Linked DNA regions of Hordeum vulgare: region 2 is linked to region 1. A link is a contact called in public Hi-C data. All regions are on one chromosome and are shown on one strand. The core of a region is the stretch at or near the end of the contact, and the rest is flanking DNA. Distances in the headings are between cores, read along the strand shown. Region 1 holds the start of LOC123444714 (probable inactive receptor kinase At5g58300). Region 2 holds the start of LOC123440421.

The links. Hi-C and Micro-C count contacts between places; a contact is called where the count stands out from the background.
Region 2: a contact with region 1 is called in a Hi-C map of seedling, with 2.3 times the contacts expected there. The contact joins the promoter of LOC123440421 here to the promoter of LOC123444714 in region 1. A contact is called at or near these places in 1 of 6 Hi-C or Micro-C datasets (seedling) and 1 of 1 datasets of contacts at active chromatin or transcription factors (embryo).

What each region holds. Positions count from the first base shown.
Region 1 is chr3H:528,070,680-528,073,367 of MorexV3_pseudomolecules_assembly, forward strand. LOC123444714 (probable inactive receptor kinase At5g58300) reads left to right here and starts at 1,323. Exons shown (of 3, transcript XM_045121529.1): 1 at 1,323-1,651.
Region 2 is chr3H:528,442,091-528,444,778 of MorexV3_pseudomolecules_assembly, forward strand. It overlaps LOC123440421, which reads left to right and starts at 1,307. Exons shown (of 2, transcript XM_045116986.1): 1 at 1,307-1,756; 2 at 1,945-2,688. The coding sequence starts at 1,982.

The DNA.
Region 1 (2,688 bases), core at 73-2,572:
CCGGTGCAGGATCGCAAAGATGAACGGTTCCGAAGACCTGCTCTCTCGCACGCAGATGCACGTCGGCGCTCGCGATGAGGTAAACTACGACGGCGGCGCAAGTTGTGAGATGAGGCAAAATCGTAGATGTTTTTGGTGTGTCTTTGGCCGACCACGGTAAGCAGTATATATATGAGAAACAAGGTCGGTATCGTGTCGCAATCACGTCTCAAACCGACTTGGTTTCCAAGTCGTATACTTACCGGACAAGAAATTCTCAACTTGTCTGCCAAGACAGAAAAATAAAACGGCAAAAGAAAGTCGTGCTCCCGTAAGGCAACGGACCGAAATTCAGCGGACCATTCTCGCGCACCCTGCCCCGCCCGCCCCGACTAGGCAAGGAGAGCGCGCGTGTGTGGTCTTCTCCTTTCTCTTTTGAACACACACTTAGTGTGGTGGGAAGAACTCACTATATAAAAAGGTCCAATTCTTTTTCAACTAGCGGCATTGGACTAAACTTTAGCACCACCACTTGCCATTTTACTCATAGGCTCAATTTGAGATTTCATAATTTGTAAATGGGCGAGGCCCATTAATTCTAACATGATCAAAACAGAGAGGAAAACAAAAGAAATCAATGCCAATTTGCTAATTACTATCATTACATGCAATGAATTGACCACTCGTATGTCGTCTTAGTTAATCTGAAGTCATTACGAACATTCTTGTACCGTCTCTGGGAGGAGAGCAGGCGGCACAGCTCGGTGTCCAATAGTGTGCATCATTGCCAACTCATGGCTTCTCCTCCCGGGCAGCTCAGCTGTACAGAGGATTTGGATCTCGGTACCGGTCGATCGGAGCGCCACGAGATGGCCGTGCGGCACGGCCGCTGCTGCGCGGCGGGCCTATCCCTGTACCGCCGTGTCCCCCCTCCCTCGCTCCCCCGATCTTGAAACCGGGATCCGGAGACCGGAGGCCGTAAACAAAGCCACGCTGCTATCGCCGATGCTTACTTACACGTCGGTGCGCCCCGAGAAGAAAATGGACCTCCAGAATGTTTTTTTACTTATGTTCTCAAAGAATGTGAGCTTACACTGTTACACACATGCCCTGTAGGCACCAGGCAGACTTCCAGATGTCCGTCGACCCTCCCTCGGGGGGTAAATCCGTCACTCTAACAAACCCCAAAACTTTTACTCTGCAAAATAAGCGCCCGGTAACTGACGCTTCTCTTAAATGCACGCCAAATTTGCACACGCAGTTTCCACCGACCCGCAGTGCCGCACAGCACAGCACAGCACAGCTCCCTCCTCATCTACAGCCACCGCTACAGCGTCCGTCCACACACACACACACATGTAACCCGACACACCCGCACACACAGGCAGTACACAGCTCAGTCGCGGGCGCGCAGCGAGATCGCCACGCCACGCTCTCCTCCACTCTCCAGCCAGGCCGGAGGCGAACTCCAAGGCGGGCGGCGGTCCGGCGCTCCTGCTCCCCGCAATGCCGGCCGCTTCCGGCGCAGATCGGGCCGACTCCTCCTCCTCCTCCCGGCCACCGCTCTCGATCGGCGCGTGACTCTGGGTGGGCGGCCGGAGGACGGCTGGATCTTGCGGCGGTCGGCGCGGGGACGGAAGGACGCATCGCTCGATTTCCCGCCTGGCAAGAGGTTTGCGGCCTTCTCTCCCCTCCTCGCCCGGCGCCTTCCGTTTCTTTATCTTGTTTTCTTGGATACACCGACGCCTTCGGATGCCCAAACCTCTCCCGCCGAGATTGGAACCTGGGCTCGATTCGCCCCCCCCCCCCCCCCCGGGGTTTAGGAACGGAATCGATTAGCGCAATGCAGTTTGTTGGCCGTTGTTTGTTTTGCGCCTGATGGCTAGTGTTAAGCTTTTATTTGTTTCCAAATACGGAGAAGAATGTTTTAATGCCAAGAGCTGGGTAGCACTAGTTCTTGTATCACATTCCTTTCCTACTAGATGAGTTGGTAATTCTTTTCAACACACTGATAAGTCTCTGCTGTTGTAATTCTGTCTACAGAATTATCGACCATCATGGCGCCACCCGGTCCACAGTCAGGTGTATGGATGCGTGTAGGCCGTGCCAGCGGCGTAGTAGCCCATGCAGATGCAGCCATGAACACTTGCATTGATTTATGCCAGCCGGCCAGCCCCCACCTCCCCTCCAAAAAGATTAAAAGACCCTACTTTCCTTCCTCTCCTTCCGTTTCTCGCTTTCTCTCATCCATCGGAGACCTTTACCTCCAGCTCTAGGCCCTGCCTTTTAGTGCCTGTGGCCCTGTGCTGTCACTTCTAGTATTAACCATCTAGTAGTAATTGAGAACACAACGGTAACATGAATTCAGGTGTGGATCATGTAATGTAAGGTTAGGTGAGCACGCTGGTACTACTGCGGTGGTGTGGTGTGGTACATTTAAGTGGATCACCTACCTCCACATAAAGGGAATCTAGCAAATTTTCCTCTGGGAGCCTCGTTGAACAAGTTCTTGCCATCATTTGTCCACCATTTTTTAAATGATGGTTTGCTAGTCCTAAGCTAATGTGCGCAATTTGGGTTCTGCTTTATAAAAAGGAGGCCAATGAGTGATATGAGACGGGCTGTATGCTGTTGTCACATGCACATTATCTCAACTGCCCCCCGTTGAAAACCAATAAGAACCACCAGAGCAATCAGCTTGATGGTGGG
Region 2 (2,688 bases), core at 57-2,556, 370 kb after region 1:
CAAAAGCCCTCCACCTAAATCATTTTCCATTTTCATTATCTAGTGAGGTATTTTGAGTGCCAATACTAAGCTTTTGGATTCTGGTTGTATTTTCTGAACATAAGGAGTACATTTTTTTTAGAAAAGGAGGATGACCCCCGGCCTCTGCATCTGGGAGATGCATGCGGCCATTTTATTGATTATTCTTGAGGACCTTACAAAGCAGTACAACAATATGCCTGAATCCGCCATCTTGGCAACATCTGCCGTTACTTCTATCCATATGAAGAAGGGGTGCAAGCTGGACCAAATACCCAGACCTCTCACCTAAGCCTAACATCTAAAGCCGGAGACCCTGACCGAGCCACATACCGGGTCCGGGGCACAAACCGGTCCAACGCACTCACATGTGTCGTCGCCGCCATCTTCCACTGGTCCATCTTCAGATCAGATTGAGGTACCAGCCTTGGCAGGTGCCCCCGCCATCGACGTCATCATGACGCCAAACGACGACCTCCACCTATGCGAGTCCGTCTCCAAGCAACGGACGGAGATCCATGCTAGGATAGGGCCGCACCACCGCCGTCGCCCACCACCCACAAGCGTCACCCAGCCCCAAGGTTCCCAAAGCGACGCCTTCAAGAAGGGAACGGCGCCGTGAGCGCCGCCGCCGCCCAACAAAGTTAAGGCTTTCGCCCGGGAGACCTAGGGAAAGGGGAAGTGAGGGGATCAGTCCATACCGACGCCTCCAAGGAGGGGAACGACGCCCTCAGGCGTCGCCTTCAACGCGGCCGGCCATGGCCGACCAGGGATTTCGCCCGAACGAGGTGCTAGATCGCGCGCCCCGGCCACCGTGAAAGCCGCCGCCAGACGCCAGCGACCACATAAGGAGTACATGGTTTTCTCCTTCATAAAATTCGCCACACCTAAAAATTATTCATGTCTCCGCCACTGCTAAGGGCGAAAGGGAGGTGTAGGCAAGTCGGCTAGCACTCGGGTGGAGCGACAGTGGTCTAGTAAGGCCTTTGTGGTAGAGTGTGTGGTACAACGGCGACGTTGGTCTCGCTACGCTGATACACCGCAAGGATAGAGGAACGGGGTAAGAAAGCGAGGCTCTGGGTGTTCTTTTCTTTTGGGTGGGAGGGAGGGTGTGGGAATCCGATGTGGCGGTTGTCTTGATGCCAGCAAACCTCCTCCAGATTTGCTTCTACTTTGTGACAATTCTATGATGTGATGGTCCGTACATTTATCGGACGATTTGACGCACTTTGGTGTTGGAGATGCAGTTGGCAGTACAACTGTACAAGAATTCTTCAGGGAGTTAGGGGGTAGAGCTCGCATGCAGGACCGGGTCCCCTACCATTCTTCGCTTTCAACGCCAGTGCACCTACCGTATGATGAATTCCCTCCTCCTCACGCGTCCGTCAACGTGGGAGGTTTGGAAGCAGCGATCCTAAACGTGTGGCGTGGCCTCCTCTTAATTGGCATCGTCGAGAATTGTCGCCCCATCCTCACATCCCTTCTCCCCGCTGGCTGCTTCCTCGCTCGCTGTCGCGGGAGCTGGAGGTAGACTTTTCTGCTGCTTCCTCGCTCGGTCGTCCTACTGGTTGCTTGCTTGCTTTGGGATCCGCGTTGCAGAAAACAAGAATATCCCGGAGGAGTGATTTTATCTTCGCTCTGCCCGCGGGAGATCGATCAGCTTGTGATCTGCGAAGCAGTGGATGAAGAGACGAGGATAATAATCTTTAGACTCGGGATTTGGCTGCCATCGATCGAGGTAAACCCTCTGTCTGTTCTTGGTCTTGCTCATGAATTCTCGCCTTGTTCTTGCCAAGTAGGGTAGGTTGTATTGTACTAACAGAGGACGCGATCATGTACCCCGAATTCTCTCTCGATGTATACGGGTGATGGATGGTCTTCCCAACCCTAGCTGCCCACTGATTCTTGCCAGCTCGTTTCCTGCAGCTCGTGTCGTGAGAAGAGGCCGGAGACGACGGGGGCCATGGAGAGCGAGCAGGTGAAGCGGCGGTTCGGGCGGTGCCCCTACTGCCGCGCCATGATCTACCAGGACCCGCAGGCCGTCATCTACTACTGCAGCAAGTGCCGCACGCCCATCCGGGGCAAGAACCCGGAGCCGACGGACGACACCGAGTACTCGCTGGCGCAGCTCGAGATCCTCTCCTTCGACACCATGTCCACCTACTCCGACGAGACGGAGCCGTCCAATGGCGGGGACCTCGAGCCGACCAGCCGGGACAACGGGGCCGCCTCCTCCTCCTCGGCGTACAGGCCCTACAGCGCGATCAGGACCGGCCCGAGGAGCGGCGATCTGGGCCGGCACGACGAGGCGGAGGTTCGGGGTAGCGGGTCGCCGCTCCACAGCCGCGTGAGCGAGCTCCGGCCGGCGTCGCGGAGGACCAGGCGGCCGGCGAGCGCTGACCTCGACGCGCCCAAGGACGGGGGCGGGGAGTTCGACGTGCCGCGGACGAGGTCGGCCTCGTCCTACGGCCGCCGGGCGTCGCCGCTGAACTCGCAGGAACTCGAGGCGGCCATGGGCATGGCGGGGGATGGGCCGGCCGCTGGTGTTGCTACGAGATCGCCGCTGGCTGACCCGGGGTTCCAGCAGAACCTCCTGCACGCTCTCGAGAACCTCCGGAAGCTCATCGTCGCCGTCGAGGAGCCGCTCAGAGTCGACGCGCCCCGGTTCGC